Regions from separate parts of the Anser cygnoides genome. Here region 1 is linked to region 2. Evidence: chromatin contacts called from public Hi-C data. All regions are on one chromosome and are shown on one strand. The core of a region is the stretch at or near the end of the contact, and the rest is flanking DNA. Distances in the headings are between cores, read along the strand shown.

The links. A called contact is a pair of places that touch in the nucleus more often than the background predicts.
Region 1: a Hi-C map of liver shows a contact between it and region 2, with 1.8 times the contacts expected there. The contact joins the promoter of LOC106048077 here to the promoter of NECAP1 in region 2. A contact is called at or near these places in 2 of 7 Hi-C or Micro-C datasets (both in liver).

Annotation. Positions count from the first base shown.
Region 1 is chr1:104,883,845-104,890,949 of Taihu_goose_T2T_genome, reverse strand. It overlaps LOC106048077 (alpha-2-macroglobulin-like), which reads left to right and starts at 4,526. Exons shown (of 36, transcript XM_067005523.1): 1 at 4,526-4,798. The coding sequence starts at 4,710. LOC106048085 (a long non-coding RNA gene) reads right to left here and starts at 5,692. Exons shown (of 3, transcript XR_010824806.1): 1 at 5,097-5,692; 2 at 4,256-4,379.
Region 2 is chr1:104,349,763-104,356,359 of Taihu_goose_T2T_genome, reverse strand. It overlaps NECAP1 (NECAP endocytosis associated 1), which reads left to right and starts at 4,916. Exons shown (of 8, transcript XM_013199889.3): 1 at 4,916-5,101; 2 at 6,563-6,597. The coding sequence starts at 5,004. LOC125180824 (a long non-coding RNA gene) reads right to left here and starts at 4,832. Exons shown (of 4, transcript XR_007159729.2): 1 at 4,317-4,832; 2 at 3,520-3,663; 3 at 2,143-2,910; 4 at 1,194-1,362.

The DNA.
Region 1 (7,105 bases), core at 3,277-5,776, 530 kb before region 2:
CATGGTAAAACTCTTCTAGGAAGTCCTATACACGGAGTTTGAGATTCACGGCTAGCTCTGGAATGCACAGCTCTCCTGACATTTTCTGGCTCCTTAGGCAAGGTCCTTGTGCACTTAGGACTTGTCCTGTTCCCTACCAATCACTTGTGTCCAATGCAGGGTATCCCCAAACACGAGGGAAGTGCAGTGGTGTAATGCAGCCAGGGCAGGCTCTGTAGCAGGACCCTAAATTCAAAAGGAACCTGTTCTCCAGCATCATGGCTTATACCCCTTTTCCTGACCCAAAAGGATAAATGTGACACACTCTGCGCTGCCCACCAAGGTGCAATGTGGAGGTGTATGGGAAAGGGTTAACCATAAGAGTATCCTATTTCTTTGCCTAATACTCTATCAGGACTTCTTGTCCTGCTTTCTTGTAGCATCCTCCGTCTCAAAAATCTGTACAAACACATCAGCTGAATTACAGCTCTCTGCACCAGGGAAAGATCTGTACTGGGTCTTGAGCAGCAGATCACAGCTGGCTTAGCTGTGGCCCAGAGAGGGGCCTGGGCTTGCCCAGTGTGACCCAGCACATCAGTAACTGAGCTAAGCATAAAGCCTATCCCTTCTTTAGCTCAGCCAGCTGGCTCCTGGCCCACCACGCCAATGGATCCAGACCAGTGTTCCCCCTGCACAGCTGGAGGATCAAGCCCCATGGCAGAGCCACCACAGTAAGCAGATGCGGCACAAGGCAAGTACAACCTGGTCCAGCCGGAAAGGTGGCATAGACAGAGTCGTCTTCCACTTCTTCTTCCTGCAAAGTCATTCAGAGGGGCAGTGATTTGGGGTTTCACCTTATTTATTTATTTATTTATTTATTTATTTATTTATATATCTATTTTGTAGCTAAATGAATGAGCATCAAAAGCTAAATGGGAAAAATCTTTGAAATGCCTATGCTGTGTTAGCATGGTCTTCTTCTGTACTGGTACTTTTGTGCCATGAAGTTTGGACAGTCTCCAGGGATGGCAATCCCATGGCCCCTCTGGGCACGTGTTCTATTGCTGCACCACCCTCGGAGGAAGCATTTTTTCTGTCTGTTCAGTTAGAGTCTCTCTGGACACAGCCTGGCCCGCTGCCTCTGCTCTTGCCACTGCCTACCTCTGAGAAGAGCCTGTCTCTCCCTTGATGCTACCTGCCTTGAACACCAACCTCAGGACCACCAGAACCACCTCAAGAGGTGCTTGCATCTCATCTGAGGAGAAAGGGAGCCTGGATTATAACATCACAGAGAGAGATAAAGTGAAATTTGTAGTTTTATATGCGTTTTTTATGACTTTATGTGGTGAAGTTTTATCTGAAAAGAGAAAACGTGAGTCATAAATAGTATTGTTAATTATCTCATATGCAGTTTTCAGACACATTTGTAAATACTTCGGCTTTTCCCCACCCTTTCCATGCAATAGTCTGAGAAATACAAATGTAATAGCTTTTCATTCTTTACATCAGGGACCATCTTAATTTCTCTCTAATATCAAAACCATATCTGTCAACATGAAACAGCTAGTTTCTTGGTTATATATTTAAACAATATTAATATTATTCACTGATTACCTTGGATGGATTTAATGGTGGGATTTCAACAAGTGATCCCATTCCACTGTGCTCTATAAACATCAGACTGACATGCTGCAGATTTCTCATACCATAGGGTTAACAGCTTTGGTCGCAGTCTTTTTAGCAACAGACAGCATAGGTTTCTTTTAAGGCAAGACAAAAAGTATAAACAGAAGTAATATTTGTTATAAGAAGTTGGGAAAGGTGGATTAGCCCTACTTCGTATAGGGCTTGCACTACCAATGGTCTTGCCTTGCATCACACAAAGTCAGTCACAATCTATTTATAAAACCTAATGCATTACAAAGCACACTAAAACATGGGTAATTTGTTGATGCCTTTACCATACCTGAATAGATTTAGTTGTTCATAGGACACCACAGAAATTCATATGAGTTATATTAGACAGCCTAGATGTCCGCACTCAGGAAAGGCAGTTAATCTGCCACCAGAGCCTTCTGTCAAATTAAGATATTCAACAGGCTACTAAAGTGGATAATCTTTATTTGCTCTAATATTTTCAGTTTAATTTGAAGTTCAATTGATGAAGCCTTTTTACGGGCCTTCATTTCATTGAATATCTTCCTTCATCTGCATGTTGCGACTTTTGTAATGTTCACGCTTTCTGAGTTTTCCTAATAAGTTTTAGAGGAGCTTCTCTTCACTACAGCCTGTGAAATATTTTGTCTCCCACAAAATAATGAACCCTTTTTTTTTATCCTTCTGGGTATTGTTGTTAATCCTGTTAATTTGTACAAATGCTTTTTCTTGTAAAGCTTTTTATTTATTTATTTATTTATTTTAAGTAAATTGCTTTGGGTTTGTTTCCTTTAGATATCTCTTATCAGATCAGCTACCCTTGTTGGAAGAAGTAGCCAGTCCTTCAGATACACAATCTGTCTTCCAGGTATGAAAAAGAACCAAAAAGCTTTCAAGCTAAGTACAAGTTCAAACCAATTGTTCTGCGCTTAATGGGATAGGTACCAGATAGACTGCCTCAGTCAGTGCTTGTGGAGCAAGGTGGGCAGTAGGATGTCAGAGACCTAATGAGTGGTTCCTGGGGGACTGAAAAACAGATGTTTTGTACCTTGTGGATGGGAAATAGGTGAGTAGAAGAAAGATTGCAGTGAGAAGGATCTCTGCTGAATCCCCGCTTCTGATAGTCCTCTAGATCTATGAATTTTAGTTTTACATGCTCATCCTTAAAGCATACTGTACGTGTCCATTCTGGTTTCTTTTTGTTTTCAGTTCACAACATCCTGAATGAAAACAGAACACGTGGGGTGAGTCATGTTTTCCAACAAATATCCAGGACACAATTGCTTTGAAAACTGCTACTTTGCACAAGTTATTTACTGGAGAAGACGGAAATGGGAGGGAGAGGACAGACAATAGGGGGCATTTTTGGAGAAAGATCCATATGGCTTTTATTACTTTATAGTTACACAACCAGATTTTATCAATATTTCCATCTCTAGCTGATAATCTGCTAAATCTTTTGGTTTCTATGACTGTGTATGTTCATTCCTTTTTCATATCACGCTTATATAACACTTATTCCTAGCACTGGCTGCCTCCTGTTTGTTTTCCTTATTTTTGTGGTTTGTAAAAAGGTGTTGAACTTTATTCCATGAGAGACTGTGCCTGATTTTTGAACACAGTTCTTAAACTTCCTTTCCTCCTCAGACATTTCTCCTCATCATTCACACTGCTCTTCCCTGCAGTTTTCTGTCAGCACAAGAGTCAAGACACACTATGTAGTTAAACTAACATTCAGTTTTAACATTCACTATATTTCAAAGTTTAATATTCAGACAAACCATTAGTGTTGTTCTGATCTTATCAGTTCCTCTGTACAGATCAGAGAACCTCTGCCACTAATGTGGCTTCATATAATCACATTCAATAAGATTTGTGCTAAAGTATTTTATCTCCTGAGTATTCATACACAACAGGACTCTTCACAGGGGTCACAAATCTCTAATAAGAGCGTGACCAATCTTTGATTCTTTGATTGCAGAGACTCTGTAGGGCAAGCTGAAGCCCTACAGCTGCAGTTTTGCAGTCTTCCAAGGGCTGATACAAATACCCCACAAAGTCAGGCTACTCAGGGAGTTCTGGTAGCTTGGACTGAGTATTTCATTTTTGTGACCAGCTGGAATGTAGCAATCTTTTTTTTTTTTTTTTTTAATTACTAAATTCAACTTCTGGATAAGCTGTTGCAACAAGATATTCACAGACAACCAAGCCAAGTGAGCAGTGCTGTTTCTGAGTGACTTTCACTATGGATGCAACTCACAGCAGCACAGCTCTGAATCTGGCAAAGGGAAAGGGGAGACACCTGGGGCACCTGGAACATTTTCACCCCAGACCAGGCAGTCTAAGAGCAGGCAACACAGAATGGTGGAAGATGATCACCATGCTGGGGGGCAGGGATGCCACCCGATGGCATTGCCTAATATTTATGCATGTTCACAGTGGAAACAACATATTTCCATATCTAGACCTGTAGTCACCTCACTTTGGATTTTATTCCTGACTGACTAATTGTCTAACCTAGCAGCCCTGTTAGGGGCTTTGTCAGCAAACTACTGCAGTATTCTGTTAATATAACATGAGCAATGCTTTTGCCTGTGGGTTTCCTTTTGTCGTAACATACCTATAAACACAGCTTTTGACTTCAAAAGATGGCATTACTGGATGTCCGAGCGCTGAGATTGGATGCTACCCTCAGGGAGCAACCTTGTGTCAAACCTGGTTCATTTCCCCAAGACTGTGGATCTCTGATGGGTTAAAGAAAGCAGGGTATGAATGGTTCGAAGATTTCTAATATAAGTACTGTCCAATAAACACCCTTCCCCCACATTGAAAGTCTCTAGCCAAATACTGTCCCTCTGCTCCAGCTCCTCCTTATACGCCTCTCGCCTCTCCCCATTTCCGGATGGGTCCTGGCCCACAGCCCTTATCTCCTCTAGCCCCTGGGCTGTTTGCAGAGAGCAGTTAAAAAGGGGCTGACCCAGCAGAGAGTGGAGGGGAATTACAAGGTGCAGGAAAACAACAGCACCGGACCAGACTGGATGTCTGCTTGAGTCACCACAGTCCTGCTCTGCACCATGGGGAAGGACTGGCTCTTTGGCAAACCAGATATCTTCCTCCTTCTCCTCTTCTTCCTCCCTGGAAATACCTCTCCCACTACAGAACCGTAAGCTACACATATGGAAGGGGGAGGGAGGTCTTAGTGCTCCTTTTTTTTTTTTTTTCTGTCATTTTTCTTCTTTTCTGTCATTCTTTATACAGCTGTGCCAGTTTCTCCCATTCCTACCCTGCATCCCACTACTAGCCCAGCCCTGACCTTCCTGCACATCTCTGCCAGTGTTCCCTCTTCCCCTCGGTACTCCCCTGCTAGTCCAGCCCTGGTTCAGAACAATATCTCTGCCTAAATATATTCTTACCTAGAAATCTTCAGGTGCCTGAGTTTTTGTGGGCATGCATGTACTTACCTTTCCCGTAGTATCCTTGTTTTGATCATTGAGTCATTTCTCCGCGTTCTCCTGTTTCTTTCAAGCTGGTTTGTTCCCTTTCTCCTGTTTCTTTCATCCCAGTTTGTTTCCCTTGGCAGCATCAGACGTGCTTGTTCCCAAAGAGGATCTGTGACCTAAATTCCCTTCCGCCAGCATGGAGTCTGGCGCTGGCACCCTCCCCTGGGATGTCCACCCCGGGGCTCTGCAGGTGAGGAGCATGGCTGCAGCACTCACACTGCTGAGGGCCCCAAGGAGAAGCTCTGCAAGGGCAGATCAGCCTGGCCTCCCCACCTCAGCCTCACCTACCACAGAGGGTTCTGCAGCCTCTTGTCCAGGCAGAGCAATCTCCCTCTTTAGACTCTTGCTGCTGTCACAGCGTGCCTCTTGCTGTGCCACGGTTCTCTCCTCTGTGGTTCCGAAGCTGGTCTTGTGATGCTTGCTAGAGATCTCGTGCCGACAAGCACCGCATGAGCACTAGTAGCTGCAGCAGGAGGTGCAGCAACACTGCTGTTGCTTACTGTGTGGTCAGAGGTAAAGTGGTGACTGGCTCAAAACTGAAGGACCTTTGACTCACACTTCACCATCAGTCCCTCATTCACCTGCCCTATTTGGCTGCTTCTGGGGTAGATAAGCCAGCCAAGTCTGCTTTGGGGTCAGGCAAAGCTCTCCAGTGTCTCCACGGTAATCTTGTTCATATCCCTGCCAAAGATCAGACGGAAACTGCTTGGTCCTTTCCTCGCATAGGCAACATGCTGCTCTTTTTCTCTGAACTGAGCATCATTTTGGGAGGGGAGAAAGAGGAAAGGATGAGAAAGGTGTGAGGAGGAGAGGTGTATTTGGGATCACAGAACAAAGATAGGAGCTGAGTGCAGTAAGCAGTCAGGGAAGAGGTAGACAGTGTGGTCTGAGTAGTGAATTGCTAGGCATGTGTGAGAATAATGGATCTCACTCACACTTGGTACCGTGTGCTGCAGGGTTGATCCGATGCTGTGTATAACACAGGAGGGAAGCTACCCTAGAACGGAAGACCTCCAAGTCAAATCAAAATGAAGCTTCCAACCAAGATTTGCGTTCTGCATCTTGCACAGGGAGATAGCTTTGATAAGCAGCAACAGTTGTTGCTCTTTCTGTTTCAGAAGTGGCTATCTGCACAGGAGACACAATTAAGGTTCAGATTAGATATTAAAAAATAAATAAAACTCTTATTCACCATGTTACTGCAGCATCAGAACGGGTGACCCATTGCAACTTCCTTTTCCAGGAGAGAAGTTGGCTTGAGACATCCAAATGTCCTTTCCAAACAAACAAACAAATATATATATATATATATGTACGATACTGCGGCATACTGACAATAGGACTTTTTTTCTTACTCTGGATCTATTCTGGAAGAATTCAACAGTAGGCATTGTTCACCTATTCTGATATGTGGTTGTGCATGTAAGCTATTTTACAATGTAGTGTATAATGTTTGGGAATATATTTGAGATAGCCAAAAGTGCTTGCTCATGATGGTATTTGAATTGACAGATATGGATACAGATTGACAGAGCTGATGAAACTCAGTGGTTTCTTTGCTTGAATGTTTGTTCCAGGAAGCAGCTGAGAGTTGATACATGGAAGTATCAAGAATCATAGAATCATGTATTCTATGATTCTATGATTCTAAGCTAGTCCATCGTAAGCTAGAGTATTACCTTCTCCGTATAGACAAACTTAGCATTTTTAAGTCAGCCACTTTCTCTAGGGTCCCTTATCCCTCCTTGTTGCCTGCTTCTGATGGAGTCACTGCCTCTGTTTTCAGAATACTGCCAACCTTGCTGGCAGCGAGGCTGGTGAGGTCTCTTCTGGTAGCCCAGAAGCATTTCGTCCTGGAATGGCTGTATATGGACTGTGTGACCCAGACTATTTAAAGCTTTCATAGTACTTTAATTCATTTAGCCCTTTTCACCAACACATCTCAAAACAGTTGAAGGGAGGTCTATAAA
Region 2 (6,597 bases), core at 3,667-6,166:
TCTGAGCGATTTCATCACTGTCCACATGAACTATGAGTAATGGGTAGCAATCAGTGGGGTGAACCAGCTCCGGGAGTTTTCTAGTTATGTCCCTGACCCAGGCCCCAGGTAGGCAGCACACTTCCCTACGGCTCGGGTCTGGTCTGCAAACGGGGCCCTCCGTTCCCCTGAGAAGGGAGTCGCCTACCACAACCACCCTTCTTTCTTTCCTGGCAGAGGCGGTCTGAATGCACAGAGTCAACCGCCTCGTCCTTGGTAACCTCTTAGGGGAACCTTCCCGCGCAGCCCCACTTACCTCCCCTTCAGTGTCCAATGCTACAAACCTACTGCTTAGGGGGACCTGGGGAGGTGTGTGTGTGGGGGGGGGGTCGCCAAGGATGCTGAGCAGGGACCCTCCCCTCCCCACCTCTGCCTGACAGGGGCAGGGCAGGGGATCCACCACCAATTGTGGGGTATCTCCCTGGCACCTTTCCCTCTGGCACGCCAGGGAGCTACTCCACCAGTCGATCTCCCGCTCACAGTCCCTGACGGCCCTCAGTCTCTCAACCTCCTCTTTCAGCTGACCAGACCTTCCACCTGCTCGCACCCCACACAGCTGCAATACCTGCTGCCCTCCCCCGGCAGCAGCAGGCTCTGGCACTCCCTGCAGCCAGAGACCTGTATAGCCATGGCTCTGGGCAGGCCCTCTGTTTGGGTCACCACAGCCTTTTTGGGGGAAGCTCTCTGCCTGATGGAGACCACAGCAAAAACTGCGGTCACAAAGGCTGCCAGTAGACAGGATGGACAAGAAAGGGAGGAGGGACAGAATCCCTGTGCCCCACAGCCACCACTGCAGCATGCTGCGGGCAGCTATAACGTGCTGGTCGCCCCTCCCTGCACCTGGTGGGCAGCGACTCCTCGCTGCCCTCCCTGAGGCTTTTTTAAGGCTGAGGGCGATGTGATTCCATGAACAGTTGGTGAAAACCCCGCGCCCTGCAGCACCAGCGGCACACACGCTGCTCGCAGTGGGCACCTGCAGCCACAGCAGGTCATAGAAAGTCTATGACAGGGCACCCTGTCATAGAAGGCTACCAAATTTGTGATGATTTGCCCTTAGAGAAGCCATGTTGTCTGTCACCAGGTACCTCTCTGCACTTCTAAAAATGTGGTATTTCCAAGTGCTTCCCTCATGCCAGGTTGTCTCCAAAACATTTTAGCAAGAACTACGAATTCCACTTTTATTTTTTTTACTACTTCTTGTGCAGTTCACCAAAGCTTTGCAACTTCTCTTGACTCCCCAGTTGTTTCTGCGCAGGTGGAGTCACTAGGTAACTATCATCTTTCAGACTCTGAATGCTCCTTGTATGTGGCAAACTCTTCTTCCTAAACAAACAAACAAAAACTGTTCAAAAATTTCCCTATAAAGCTTATCTATAACTAATGCAACTATTTCTCTATAAAGCATATGGCAGTGCTTTGGTGACCAGTCTTTGCACTGCGCTTGTTTTCACTGTCACAAGTGCATAGTTAGTTTCATAGGGTCTCCCCAGTGATACCACATATCTGCAAGGTTGTCCTGCTGTAGTATTTCTGAGACTTGCCTCTTCAGAAAATCCCATGTATGGTCCCAACATATCTTGTACATTTCTAGGTAAGTTTAGGTAAGCACAAGACATTTGGACATCAAGCAGGGAACAAAGGATGGCAAAACCGGTATGTACGTAACTGGATCATACATAACTAAAAAGTAGCTCTTCGCAATAAAGTGTTCTCAGGACTGGGTGAGTGTTCAGGTCAAATGTTTTGCCAGTGCATTTTCAGTGAAGGAAGTACCATTTGAAATAGTATTTGGACTGTTTTGTAAAAATGCTTGTCTCAGCATTAACCTTTAAACAGTCTAGTGAGTCATTTTGTGAGACTGGTTTCCTTCCTGTACACAGAAGGATGATTCCAAATGTTGTGTCCATCCACAGAGACAGGCTTCATGGGCATTCCTAGACAATGCCATATATATATATGTGTATTTCTTAAATAAGCAAAGCAAAGCAAAACAAAAAGCAAAAGCAGAAATGATTCTTCTCCATGTTTTATTATCAGGCTACTCATACATTGGTATGCACTAGATATTTTATCTTACTTGTGTAGGACTTTGTATTTGCTCACCTCATATGATTGAGCTCCAGCCAAGACTTTTGCTGTTCTTTGGTTCTCATTCATTAACAATTTCTGTGGGAAGCCTATAGCTTCCATTTCTTTCACAGTCAGACTTTAAATAAGCTCTCCTTCAAGATTTCATCCTTACTGCTTAATCCTGTAAAAACAAAACAAACCCTCAAGCTATTATTGGCAATGCTTTATTTTTTCTTGGCCCAAGGACACTTGTTTGAAAAACTAACAAACCAAACAGAAGACTTATGCTTCCTGTTGGATAACTTTCAATAGAATCAAATGGGGGAGACACATTCCCGGTGTCCTGGTGCTCCCTGTGCACCTTTCCTCACGTGCTTACAAAAGTTGGCCCTTTGCCACTCTCTTGTTTAAATGCTCTCTTACAAGAGTTGTAAGAGGATTGTGGCACATGACAACACAATAAGGAGGCGGGTGACATTTAATGTTGGTAATTGTGAATTACTGAATTGGGAAAGCAAACACAACTATACATAGAGTGGTGTAATCTAGGTAAGTTACCACTTAAAGAAGAAACATAGCAGTTGCTGTAGAAAATTCTATTAAAAACCATGTCAAGATGCTACGGTATTCAAAAGGTAAATACAGCAGGAAGTATTCAGCTGCATCTTGAATACTGGCTGTTGTGGTGGTCCTCTATCTTAAAAACAATTATAGTAGCAGAAATTATGTAGACAACCGGACAGTCACGGCTCAGAATAGTTTCTTCTGGTGGACAAGCTCAACCGATGAGAACGTTTCGCCCTGTGAAAAAAAGACATCTAAGTGGCAGTATGAGGGATATGAGGGGAATAGTTTTATGTAATAGTTTTATGTAAATTTTAACAGTACATTAACTAGGAGATATCAAATGAAATGATCAGATAGAAGTTTGAAAACAAAACTAAAAAGCAAACAACCCAACACTTTTCCACATTTTGCATGATTAGATTCATGGCTTAAAGGATGATTATTGGTAACCAAAAGTATGAACAGGTTTAAAAAAGCAATTAGATGAATCCAGAGGAGGAAAGTCTATAAAATATTGCTAATTAATGCACACCCAACTTCTGGCCCACTAAGCCCTTACATTACAGCTTGCCAGTCTAGTATACTAGGAAACTGTAATTCTGTATTGTTTACTGTCTTTAAACAGCTCTGCTCTATTCTTCTCCAAGGTTTGCCTCTCATCAACCTCTTTGCCTTCAATCTGGCAGTCTGACAAGCAATACAACACTGGCATACTGTAAGTAGGGAGGCACAGCTTTCTTTTGCATTGTGGCATGTCTGCATTAAGTATAGACTCCATATATTCCCACATTTTCTTGTGCAGGTTGTACAAAAGTGTTCAAACCTCTATTCCCAAGCAGGTACCTGTCTGTCATTGTGTGCAGCCTGGCAGGGCAAGGCCTTTCTTCACCCACACAGCAGGGTATGGACCTCTGATCCCCGGGCATCAACATCTGCCACAAAGCAATGTGTCAGCCTCTCCCTTCTACTTCAGAGAAACAGAACAAGCTGGAAGAGGCGAAGGGAAAACAGAAGTTGCACATTTGCATAATTCTATCATGATTCAGGTACTTAGCTCACACCAGTCATGCATCGTTCCTGTGTATCTATTCATATAGCTGTCCTTTTTTTTTTTTTTAAAGCTAGGCCAGTTACATTGACATATGCTAGTTAAATTACAAGTATGCTATTTCATTGGTCTTAATGACCCAAGACTGTTCCTGTTGTTGACTTCAAAACAGTTTCACTTACCAGATCTATGGAATCAGCAACACAATCCCCCTTTCCGAGTTTCGTTTTTTTTTTTGCACTGGGCACTGTCAGAGATGCAATGCTGGGCTAGTTGGGTGTTTGGCATGATGCAAGGACAGTTTCTTTGACTGCTACCACCCTGTTCCTCCTACAAACCTCCAGATGCAGTTTCAGCTCTCACTGCATTAACTCTTGTTTCGTACCAGAAAAAAATAAATATATACATATTCCTCAAACTCAGTGCTGTTTCATTTATTTGTTCTTATAGTCTCAGCAATAAATTGTACTCACTGTCTTGCATAGATAGCTTAAATTACTTCCTGGCGCAATTAGCCCATGCCACGTCTGTCTCTGGCTGTGGGGACAAAGATAACTTTGTTTATAAACTTTTCTTACACCTTTTCTCGTACCTTTTCTACCAGTTTTCAGAGTGAACATTTAGGATTGTTAGAGACTCAGTTCACAGGCCACTGCACAGCAGAAGACTTCAACACCAACCTTCACCGGGGAGTATGTGACTATTAAACAACGGGAGTTTACACACTATTAGTCCTTATCAAAAAAAAAATGTGAAGGGGAGAACAGCGGGATCTGCTTCAGCACGCCCCGACCCAGGGCTTCCCAGCACCCGCCGTGTCACGGTGATCCCGGTGCCGACAAGCCGCCACCCCCCTTGGTGGCGCTGCCTGCCCGCGGCCCCCCGCCCCACGGGAGGCCTCAGCCCCGCGGTACCGCAGCCAGCACCGAGGCCAGCGCCCCGGCGGCCAAACGGGAGCTCGCACACAGGATGGCGCCCGGCGCGGCTTCGTCAGCCCGCACCAAACATGGCCGCCCCGTCAGGCAGGGGGGGAAGCGGGCTGCCAGGAGCCAAGATGGCGCCGGCCGCGCTTGCTTTGTCAGGACCGGTTCCAAGATGGCGGCCGGGCGCAGCAAGATGCCTTCCTCGGCGCCGTCGCCGCCGCGGCCCGATCCCAACGTAGGCGTAGCGGCGCCCCCAGGCGGGGCCTGCCCGCATCAAAGATGGCGGTCGGAAGTGCCGCTTGTTCCTAGGCTCCCACCCTTCGCTCCGCGCCGGGGTGCCGGGGTTCGCGTCCGAGATGGCGGCGGCCGAGCTGGAGTACGAGTCCGTCCTCTGCGTGAAGCCCGATGTCAACGTGTACCGCATCCCGCCGCGCACCTCCAACCGCGGATACAGGTGCCGGGGCCGGGCCGGGGGCCCGTGCTTGCTGCGGGGCTGTGCGCGGTCCCCGCTCCGCCTGGGGCGGCCGAGCCTCTCTCGCCTGGCCTCGGCGCTGCCCGCTTCAGCGGGGCGGGGAGGAGGAGGAGGAGGAGGAGGAGGAGGAGGAGGATGAGGATGAGGCGGCGGAGGCCTTGCCGGGGGTCGGTGGTCGACTTTCACATGAGCGACCGGTCAGCTGGCACGGTCAATTCTGCGTGGACGAGCAGGGGCTTGGGATGCAGGTGCTCGTGGTGCCTGCTGAGCCGCACTCTGGCTTTAGGCAGGTCAGGTGGACTTCCTGAGGCCTTAGCACCTCTGCCTCCGCTGGCCCCAGCCGCAGATGACATGCTGAATGTTTCTAATAAATTTGAATAGTCTTTTGTATGCTGTCTGTGCCTTAGACCAGAAGTATTCCCTCCTATACTGCGGAGGACGGGGGATTGCCTAGCTAGTCGTACGCAGGACATGAGAGCACGTAAGTGACTTCCAGTGCTTTTTCCAGGCAGAGCCAACATCTGCTCTCAATTTGCCAGGTTCCCAGTATCGGACACGAGTCCAATCTGCTGTAACCAAATGTTGAATTTGGTCTGTTGGCTGTTGCAGTAGCTGGGAGGAAGGCAAAAGAGCTTCATTATGATTGTTATGAAAATATTTCAGGTCTAGGAGTTAGAAATACCTTCTCTGTCTTTAGCCAAAACCAGTGGCATGTCACTGTGAGCTGCTCCTGCAGACTTGCTGGAGAAATTGGTTTGTACTCTGAAGCTCTAGGGTGTATTGCTGGTACTTGCCGGGCTTGGTGATCTACTGCTGGTGTGGATGCTGTACCTGGCCACAGATGCTTATTTCCATTTGCAGACTCCTGTAGGTTGATGTTTTTTCTGTTTTTTTTTTTTTTTTTCTGTTTTTTTTTTTTTTAATTATTATTTTTTTCTTTCATTCTGCAACAGTCTGTTTGATGGGGCAGCCAAGATGGTTGCATGTATGATGTTTTACCTAGTATAAACTAGCTGCCTCTAGATGTACAGGTACTTGATACTGTTTTTACAACAGTAGGATAAAGTAATGGAGTGACTTTTCAGTATGTTTCAGAAAATTAATGAATTTTCCTGATGATTTTAAGTTGCTTTTTGTGTTTACAGTTCCAAGTGAGTTCTTGGGTTTCAGTCTCCCCTATTCTGCAATATTATAAAGGAAAACACAGAGTTGATGTTCTCTGGATAGTATCTATTTCCCTTTATGCAGCAGAAAGGTAGGCTGCTCAGAGCTATGCATGTAGATTGGCAGCAACAGAGGAGCTGAGACCTTATATATTGTTAGAGAAGAGAAGGGGAATAAGGCAGCTGCGTGCATTGAAGGTTTGGGAGCAGAGACTTTAGCTGGATGGGCAGAAGTGGAAGGGTTGAAGTACGGTCAGTGAACAGTTGCTTTTCTTTTCAGGGCATCTGACTGGAAACTGGACCATCCGGACTGGA